Linked DNA regions of Mus musculus: all the other regions are linked to region 3. Evidence: chromatin contacts called from public Hi-C and Micro-C data. All regions are on one chromosome and are shown on one strand. Each heading gives the region's core, a stretch centred on a gene start, on an enhancer-like site or on the middle of the called end of the contact. The rest is flanking DNA. Distances are from core to core; before and after follow the strand shown. Region 1 overlaps Arhgap28 (Rho GTPase activating protein 28). Region 2 overlaps Arhgap28 (Rho GTPase activating protein 28). Region 3 has its middle 22 kb from the start of Gm36312.

Region 1 (3,354 bases), core at 555-3,054, 210 kb before region 3:
GGAGTTCTGAAATGGATTTTTAGCAGTTGCTGGGTTTCTCAAGCTTGCATTTAGCTTCCAGCCTGGAAAGTGCACAGGGTTTGTGAATTCAGCTCCACGAGGTGATCAAGGCACTAACTCTGCCTTTTCCAGAACAGCAACTTCAGCCTGGAGCTGGAGGAGGGGAGGCTGGGGCTCTTTGAAGCACCCAGAAGCTCTGGCATTCCTCCCCTGGCATGCTGCTCTGTGGCCAGGTAGCTGCGGTAGAAATCCTTTACTGCCCCCTTTCTGGCACACTTAATCAAGACCTGCACCCACCGTATTTGATTGGTGAATAAAAAGATAAAGTCGGGGAGCCGGCCAAGACTCTGGTAGGCTGTTTTTGTTGTTATGCAAGTCTCACTTCAATGCAATTTATCAATAACTGGGGAACATCTAACATTGCTAGTATTAAATAAATGTCTTCTACAGGACAGAACATATAAAGATCTGTCTTGTAGGAGAAGAGAATTTATAGGTCTGACAATAAAGGAACAAATATCACAGAACTGTGCCTGCTGTCCACAGATCCCAAGTACACACACATCACAATAAAAAAATGGTTTTCCTTGTTCTTGTGTGCTGCCTTATAGTGGGTAAAACTTTCCTACGAGCTGGCTCCAATAACTAACCTGTAAGGAATAAAGCAGGGAAAACAAAGTCACACGGAGGGGTTCATCTCCACAGAGGAATATTTGAATTGTTACATTAATTCCAAGAGGGCAGGACTATTTCTTTTTTAAGGCGAGTAACAGAGACAGTATCTCTTGCTCTTTTTCTCCATCCTAACTTGCTGCAGAGAGGCTCGGCTGTGCTCAGAAGACACAGATTGGTAGGTTAACCTTCATAGTCTACAACTGATTCAAATGCTACGAAGACAGATGGAAATCACTGTGGCACAAAGGTAGCATGTAACAAGGGAGGGACATACAGCCTGATATTAAACTTGCCAAGTACACAGGTTAAGGACATGGCTCAGTTGGAAGAGTGCTTGCTTAGTAGTCATGAGCCCTGGGTTTGTTTCATCCTCAGTACCACGGAAAATGAGCCTTCCTGGAACATGTCTGTAAGGACCTGCACCAGGGAGGCAGAGGCAAGAGGACCAGAAGAGCATCCTCCGCTAGAAAATGAACTGGCTGGCGGCCAGCCTGGGATACATGCAACGTTGTCTCAAAAGCAGAATGCAAAGCACCAAGTGAGAAGGGCATGGGTTTAAGTCCACTTCCAGCTGTATGAGCTCAGACAAACTTCTCAATCTCTCTGAGCTGTGCCTTCTTCATGAATGAAAAGGACCACCTTGTTAGGTCGTGGCAATAATTAAATAAATCATAAACGCCAGCCCCTTAACGTAGTACTTTTAGAAATTCCCCAATCGACAGCTCAGATTTAGAGAAACAAAATCAAACAGAACACATTTGAATGGACAGAGATGTTTAAACCCGTCGTACAATAGGGGATTCCTTCTTATACCTGGAAGAGTCTGAACACACAAGCTGCCCCCGAGCCACATACTTGATACATGAAAGATGACGTAGGAAAGGGTTTCACAAAGAGTGAGAGTCCCAAATCGCCCCTTACCTCTCAACTGTCATACCCCTTACCTGTCTGGGACGTGCCTCCACAGTCCTGGGTTCAATCTGAACACTTCAGCTGATCCTGCACGCAGTAATCTCCTGCACTATTCTGTAGAGAGTCTCCAAGGGTGCCTTAATGTCTAGAAGACTCTTAGCATGTCCTCATAAACTGATGAGATTGTCCCTTCAACTATAAACAAGTAGGAAACCAGATTAAGTCTAAGAAACTGTTTACAGATATTAGACACAGGAAGTATCGGATACGGTCCAAAGACGAGGGACCAAGCAGGGCTTTCTGGGAGTTAATCCCAGCTCTCTCTCTGTCTGACAGGAGGCTCCGACTGCAGAGGGAGACCAAACTCAAGAGCACTGTGGTCTCCTCCAGCTGGGGGCACAGAATGGCATTCTGGGAGGCTCAGGCAGAAAGAATCTGCGAGGGAAAGCACCAAGTGCCAGACAGGAAGGAGGGAGGCAGACAAAGAGCTCAAGAATCCACAAGGCATTTCCTTGGGTTTGAGGCTGAATATCAGGTCACGGTGTTCAGGGTCAACTTTATGGAGTCTGACAAAAAACAAATGAGTTTCTATAAGTTAAACAATCCCCAAGTCCCCTTTGCCTGGCTGACATGTGAGCCTTGTCCAGTTGGAATAGAAAGTCTTTGTCAGAGAGACTGGGGCTTTTAGGTCACGACCTCAGAAGTCTACTTTGGTGAAGCTCAGTCATTTCTGAAAGGCTACTCTAGGTCTGCCCTAAACATTTTAATGGAAATAAGACAAAACCTTCACTTATCTTGCACTAAACAGCAACAAGACGAACACAAGCCCAGCATTCAAGCCAACGTAACTCCCATACAAGGAAAGAAAGGAAGGACGGGCACAGGGATTTAGACACAGCTGGATGGAGGACCTCACACACCAGCAAATGGAAGCCCAAGTGTAAACATGCTCAGATTACGAAAACGCCTAAAAGGAAACACATGAAGGGACAGATGGAAGACAGGAACCTTGAGACTCTCTGGAGATGAAAGATGTGTCTGAAATGAAGAATATATTGGGCAGGCTTATCAGTCCATGACTAGTCACAAAACAAGAGTCCAATAAATTTGAAGACTAAACAATATGAAAAAAAAAAAAACTGGAACAGACAAGGTTAGGGAAGGGGGTGCAGGAATTGAAGAGTTTCCCGGTGACCTGTGGGACAAAGAGTAATCTAACAGACCAGTTAATGGAGTCCTAGATAGGGAAGGAAACCAATTTTAAAAAATAGCGGTTGAAATCCCCCACCCCAAATCTGTTGGAAATGATAAATCATAGCTTGAAGAAATTTGGTGAACTCCAAGAAAAGACAAGGAAAAGAAAACCAAAGTCTCGTGCCATGATACCCTCACGGAAAAGCAAATCAAGAACAAATACCAGAAGCAACAGAGTAGAGACAGAGAAGCTACGTCCATAAGGACTAGGAAAGAGGGAGCATAAAGCAACATCAGAAGAAGCTACAGCCAAAGGCAGGAAAAGGGCATCTCTAGAGGGCTGAAAGAAAAAAAAAATACTTAGCTTCTAATTCTATATCCAGTAGAGTATTTTCTTGGAAAATAAAAACGGGATAAATAATGTCTTAGACATACCCAGGAACACAGAGGACGCACAGGCAGCCACTCTGCCCTTTAAGAAGTGTTGGAGAGGATTTAAGTTCTGGCAAAATGATACTCAATGGAAACTTGGAATAAAACCAGAGAATCAAAGCTTTTTTTGGGGGGGGGGGG
Region 2 (3,215 bases), core at 621-3,120, 180 kb before region 3:
TTCCTCTTTTCACTATCATCGGGGACAACCAAAGGGCGACCAAGTCTCCAAAATACAAACCTTGGTGCTCTCTCTCAAACCTCACCCAAACCACACTATGCGTTACCCAAGGAGGAGAAATGGACTTTAGAAATGCTAGGCTTCTTCTTTCTTCACTGTTGTCAGATTTTCAGTTCTTTGGGTTTTGTTTGTTTGTTCGTTTTTATGTTTTGTTTTAAGTTCCCTCCTTTAAGGATAGCAAGGAGCAGGGAGGGCAGAAAGGAGAGTAGAAGTTGACATGTGGAGATGATCAATGCAGGATATATGCATGCATAAACTGCCACAGTAAATCCCATTCGTCTGTGTGATCAAACAGTCCTAACGGTAATCTAGACAAAGCAAATACATAAATAAAGAGTGACGGGAAACAAATGAGCAACTAAAGAAGCCCCCTTTGTTCTGCCTCATCTGTCAATCATCCCTCTCAAGGCTCCTCTGCAGGATCCAGCCGCCTGCTGCCCCCACGGCTGTACTCAGCTCCCCATTACCTCCCACTCCTGCATCCAACTGGCTTCTGCCTCCATAACTCTATGAAACCCACAGCAGCCAAGTTCATCACACTAAAAAGAGCCCATGAATGAGTCTCTGTTGTCACCCTCACTTGCCATTTTACCATTGTTGATGCTGCTGATAAATGGTGTTGGCTCACATGTCCCTGCCCTCCTGGTTACTGCCATGGCTTTCAGGCCCTGCCAACCTCCTCCCATCCCCCTAGCTAGTAAAACTCTTCAGGTTCCATCCACTGCTGTCTTTAGGACTCTCCCACCCAATCCTCCCCAGTCCAGATGTGACTGTCCTCGACACGAGTCTCCCACGAGCAAATGTTTCTCAAAACCTTCCTAGACATCCATCCTCAGAGGACTGTCTGATGGGCATCCAAGCTTCTCTGTCTCACCAGCCTACAGGACCAAATGCCACCTGGGAAACTCAGTGCTGACCCGCAATCACCATTTATTCAATACCTAGAATGTCAAATCTTAGTCGATACCCCCAGACAGAACACAAGTCATGGTTCCTAAGGTCTGTTGTGTAGCCACCAAATTCTACAAACTTCTTTTGCTGGTGTCCCCATTTCATTCATGGCCACATGACCTGCGTTAGGTCATCCCCACCTGAACGACTTTGTCAACCAGCTACCATTTTTCCACTCCTTTTAAAGTCGTATTTTATAGTCTAGAGGAATGGAGGCTGAGAACTCACTGGGCTGCAGGAAAAGTAACAGCCAGGAAATTATTGCAGTTTTATTTATTTTTTCCCCCCGAGACAGGGTTTCTCTGTGTAGCTCAGGCTGTCCTGGAACTCACTGTGTAAACCAGGCTGGCCTTGAACTCAGAAATCTGCCAGCCTCTGCCTCCCAAGTGCTGGGACTAAAGGCGTGCGCCACCACTGCCCGGCTTGAAACTGCAGTTTTAATTTTATGGATCTCAATCCAAATTGGTCTTAAACCAAATTTAGAAAACAATGAATGAAAATTGGTTTGAGGAGGGTGTGTGTGTGTGTGTGTGTGTGTGTGTGTGTGTGTGTATGTATGTATGTATGGAGACGTTGAAAGAGACAAAGGGGTGCGCAGCCTGGGTAGGAATTGGTTAACTGATGGTTAGTGTTCCTGAACAGCAAAGCATTCCCCTGAACTCCTAGCAGAGCTGGTGCTGAAGTGTCACCTTGCATAGCAAGGACTTTCTGAAGCTCTGGCATCCGGGGAGTATCGCGTTTGTTTAGGCTCGGTCTAATCAGAATTTGCCGCAGTGGGACTTCTTATAAACAGTGAGTCATGTTGTTTTAGCTGGCCCTGACTCAGGGCCTCACAGGGCATGACACAGCCTCAAACACACAGGCACAGCGTACAAGGCCAGCTCCCTCCAATGACACGCGCCAGAAGCCAGATGAGGACTCGTCCTCCAGTACTGGGCTTTCTGCAACTAACCACAATGTGGATTTGACAGGAAATAGTCTCCAAGTAGACCTAGAGATTCCAGAGATGGTTCAAATTAAGAGGGAATGGAGTTTAGGTTAAAAATTCCAGGCCCAGGCATCTGTGCTTGGGTTTTCAAAACAGCATGTGTGGAAATTTTCAGTCAGCTCCCCCCACACACCCCACCCCTCCCCCATCCCCCATTAACTGCTTGGCTGCTTCACTGAGGTCAGTAAGTGTTTTTCTTTCGGATGCCAACGAAACATCACAAGTCTGTTTTGCCAACTCTGAGTTACACTGGAGGAGATAACATGACCGGGATGTCGTCCCAGCACCGGAGAGGAAACTGAGGAAATTACGTTGTCACTGATACTACCTCTTTTTAAAACCTTGGTGTTTCCCAGCAAGGAGCCCCTTTTCCCTCCTTGTGGTCCTGGCTCTTGGTCTGACTGAGTACTGCAGACCATGTCAGGGGCCTGAATGGATGCTACACGGGAGCTAGAAGCAGGTGACCAACAAACAGCCAAAGGACCTTGAGAGCAAATAAGCCCAGAAGCCCCAACTAAAGACCTGTTTCCCTGCCTTGCCTCTCTGATAAAGCCATGGAGGCTCTGCCTTCCACGCTCCAGTCACCCCTGACAGGTCACAGGAAGCTTAGTTTCTGTCATCAAGATACTCAGAAGTCCTAGGCTGGCTAAGTGCAGGGAATGTCACTTCCTAAGAGCAGGCAGTTAGCAGGAAAGGCCACACAACTATTTACTTGAAGCTAACAAATTGTCCAATCACGGGGCCTTCTTCGCTGTCATTAGAACTAAACTTTATCGACCCCAGTGCCTGAGAAAACAGACACGGGCAACCAGAGCCTGGAGGCAGATCTGAATCTGGCTTCCCCAGAAGATTCAAAGCCAGACCAAGAGGTCCAGTTTCTAAATGGGGGCCATCTTAGGTCAGCATCCTCAATGTATAAGGATCGGTGATGGATAGGGGTTGTGCTTAAAGCTTACAGCACAGGAGGCAAAGGAAAACAACAACATCCCCCCCTCATCCTGCTGTTGAAAACCAGGTATTCCTCGGTTACCTGGCTGGCCTCAAATTCCTGGACTCAGCTTCCCAGGTATCTGTCGCTCAAGGCGTTCTCTTGAAATTATATGGAATGCCCACAAGGATCTGGGACACAACTCAGCTTCTAAAGTAAAAGCTGAGACCTCAGAGCCTCAAACGACAAGCGGTCGAATAACTGAATGGGTAAGAAGCCAGCAATAGT
Region 3 (3,072 bases), core at 250-2,749:
CCACTGTGGCCAAACGCATGCTGGAAAATTAACCTAGTCACTCACATGGATAACAGATGTGACAGCTTGGGTTATATTTTTGCAGTCAGACATTGAAAAACATTTATTCATACAGTTTCCTTTGAAATTGATGGGAAAAAACACAAAAGAACTTACAAATGAACCCCTGGCTCAAATGGATTCTTAGAGTCAGAGGAAGCTATTGCATTTCTGAAGATACAAGGAATTTATTGATTCCTTCCTCAGCCTGCAGACCTCCTCCTAAATGACCCTTAGGATTCCTTGAAGCTTACAAAGCAAAAACCTCAAAATAGACCTCCCCAGATCCCTGAGGGTTAGCAAACCAACCCTCCCTTAATCATGCTTCCATAGGATCAAATAATGCCTTGGGGGGTGGGGGTGGGGCAGGGTATTGATTTACCAGTTACAAGAAAAAATAACTTACTTTTATACACATAGTTACTTGGAAACCCATTAAGTGACACCATGAACAACAGTGACATCTCAGATGAAATGGCAGTAGGCCTTCATACTTGCTGGGGGTGGGTGGGGGTGGGTGTCAAACTATGGAAATCATCGCACCAGATACTTGATATACAGTTACTAGCATGCAAGCTTAGGCCGGTTCTCCATCCCATCTGTGGGACTCCAACAGGGGTAGGACTCCAGGTCGGGACAGGCCAGGTGACAAAGTGAAGTCCCTGCTACTTCTCTTTTTAAATTGCTCACCATAGACTTTCTTATAGTCAGCTAGACTTTGACTCCTCCCAGGTGGACAAAATGTCTTCACTCTTTCCATGACCAGGAAGTAGGATCAACTTAGAAGTCTCCCTTCCCTCAAACCCCTCAGAGTTCTTGAAGGAGCACATACAAAATACAATTATCAAAATGCTTTTCCAGAAGGTGTGCTGTGACAATGGAGATGCCTTCAGAGAGTAGTAGCCCTGCCTCTTGGATTCTGGGGATGAGTAACTTTTACTGGGACGTGAACTGTGGAGAGGCAGGAAGTCCAAGGGCAGAGGCGCCCAGCTGACTTAGATGTGACTCTCAGCCAAAGGAGCAAAGGGAGAAGAGACAGCCTAAAGCCAGGATTGTCTTGCTGAGGAGCTAGGCTTATTCCCAGGCTCAGGGGAGTCATTGGGACTTCACTAAGGGAACCCCCTGGTCTCTTTGTGGTTCCATCACTTGACTGACATCTGATTGGCTGACATTCACTGACTGACTGAATTCATCTGCTCTCATTAGCTGCCTACCCATAGGACTGATTTCTTATTAATGTTTTCCCATGGCACTGAGGGCAAGGAGCCCTTATGCTATGACTTTTGATGAAAACAACCCAGCTGGAATTGCTTTTAACTTAACCCACTACATATAGATGGCTGTTTATTAACCTGCATGTGCAAAAGCACAGGAGAAACCCGCCTCCCAATTATCCTCAGCCTCACTCACTGTATGAGCTCTGCCTCCAGCCCCTTCAAATGCTTAGGCTCGGTTTCCTTCTCTGAGTCACACGTAATGAAGTGTTTGCTGAAAGAGTCCACGTAGCTCCCAGATGTGTCTCACTCTGAAAATATCTTAACTGGTATGCCAGAATTTTCCAACATAAAGCTAAAAGCTCCACGTTTATCTAATATCTTCAAAGAGAGTATTGTACACTTAGCTATAAGCTTCCTGGAGATTACAGTGAAAGAAGAAAACAAAACAAAACAGGAGAAAGTGTGGCTTCTGACCCTGAGGATTGGCAGTCTAGGAGAAGCTGCATAGTCACAGGGAAATGATAGGAAGCGCGCTGCCAAGGAGGAGAAACTTGAACATGACATCATCAGGACAGCCTCCCCCTCACTGCTCTTCAGTGTCACGTCGGTAATTATCTTTCCTGGAACGAAGGCCATGCATGGGGCCTTCGTGCTTTGAAGATAATGTTCACCAGGAAGGAAAATTTTTAAACATCATCTTCCAATTCTGAGCTCCCGGTATCCGCTCACACAGAAGCCTCTTTCCATACCGAGAGCTCCCGTGCTTGAGTGCAGAAATCACTTAGCTTTTCTCCTGCTTTTTTTGTGAAGCTCTTTTGCCAGGTGTGAGCTCTGAAAGCAAAATCAGACAGTGAAAGCCACTGCATGAAAGGAAATCGGAGCAAACAGCTACCTCCTCCCAGCATTTCTTCACTTGTGCGTTCATACTAACAAGCACAGCATAGGACCATGGAGAACCAACCAACTGACAGTTGGGACCCATGGGGGGGGGGTCACATCCGAAATTATAATCTTCCCCAAACTTTGAACATCAAGGACCATTCTTATTCAATGGGAGGAAATACTTGATCAGATTTTTTTTTTTGCGTAGTTTGCTTATTTTATTTTACTATGAGCCCATCCTTGAGCACAAATAAATAACTCATGCTTTATCATTAAAAAGTTTGAAAAAAATCCTGAAAACTCAGGAAAATTCTATACAAGTCACTATTAAGTCCCTTCTACCTACAAGAGGCTCCTCAGAGAACCATTCCCTGGCCACTGTGCCCTATAGAGGAGGGCAAGCTTCTGATGCTTTGGCAGAGAAGGCAGGGAAACTGAGGTCTGGCACAGAAAGTTCCCCGAGATCCGGGAACTAATTAGAAATACAACCGTCAGGCTTGTGGGATTCTATAACACAAGGTGGCTTCCTCAGAGGCTTGCCTGCTGCTTTCTGCTCATGCGGCCTTCAGCATCCCCATAGAACCCTGGCCTGGAAGGTGAGCAATGGCTTCCATGATCCTTCAAGGCCAAGGAGGAGACAGGTATAGTGCACCCAGGAAGACTCCACTTCTCTCATCCATTCTTTTGACAACATCTCACCAGATCTGCATTTTTCTGCCAGTTCACTGCCACCTAGTGGTTATGTTAATGTCTGTTTTGCATAAAACATTAGGAAGACATAACCCATTTCTAATAGGATGGAAATTGTGAATTTAGATAGAAAGAAAATTTCATTAAAAAACAAAAACAAAAGAAAACCCCTTACCTAAATAAATATGGGTATAGTAAGATACACTTGTCCACCCCGTCCCCATTCTTCAGGTGGAAGTGCAGC

What was found. Hi-C and Micro-C count contacts between places; a contact is called where the count stands out from the background.
Region 1: a contact with region 3 is called in a Micro-C map of granulosa cells, with 2.5 times the contacts expected there. The contact joins two enhancer-like sites. A contact is called at or near these places in 5 of 484 Hi-C or Micro-C datasets (cranial neural crest, embryonic fibroblasts, granulosa cells and 1 more), 8 of 115 datasets of contacts at active chromatin or transcription factors (the NIH/3T3 cell line, cardiomyocytes, craniofacial prominence and 5 more) and 1 of 9 other capture datasets (adipose tissue).
Region 2: a Hi-C map of muscle stem cells shows a contact between it and region 3, with 6 times the contacts expected there. The contact joins two enhancer-like sites. A contact is called at or near these places in 1 of 39 promoter capture datasets (the 3T3-L1 cell line), 20 of 484 Hi-C or Micro-C datasets (the 3T3-L1 cell line, 3T3-L1-derived adipocytes, the C2C12 cell line and 12 more) and 4 of 115 datasets of contacts at active chromatin or transcription factors (double positive thymocytes, embryonic fibroblasts, fibro-adipogenic progenitors and 1 more).

Annotation. Positions count from the first base shown.
Region 1 is chr17:67,954,012-67,957,365 of GRCm38.p6, forward strand. All of the region lies in intron 1 of Arhgap28 (Rho GTPase activating protein 28), which reads right to left. Among named protein-coding and RNA genes, the nearest start is that of Arhgap28, 48 kb to the right of the region's middle. Within about 2 kb of position 1,805, at least 21 of the 459 cell types and tissues checked have an H3K27ac peak or open chromatin away from gene starts, as enhancers often do. A contact at or near this core is called in granulosa cells, where this site is marked.
Region 2 is chr17:67,987,266-67,990,480 of GRCm38.p6, forward strand. The region is part of intron 1 of Arhgap28 (Rho GTPase activating protein 28); the gene reads right to left. Among named protein-coding and RNA genes, the nearest start is that of Arhgap28, 15 kb to the right of the region's middle. Within about 2 kb of position 1,871, at least 144 of the 459 cell types and tissues checked have an H3K27ac peak or open chromatin away from gene starts, as enhancers often do. A contact at or near this core is called in the MC38 cell line, Sertoli cells, embryonic fibroblasts and 4 more, where this site is marked.
Region 3 is chr17:68,163,807-68,166,878 of GRCm38.p6, forward strand. No RefSeq gene overlaps it. Among named protein-coding and RNA genes, the nearest start is that of Gm36312, 22 kb to the right of the region's middle. Within about 2 kb of position 1,500, at least 107 of the 459 cell types and tissues checked have an H3K27ac peak or open chromatin away from gene starts, as enhancers often do. A contact at or near this core is called in the MC38 cell line, Sertoli cells, embryonic fibroblasts and 4 more, where this site is marked.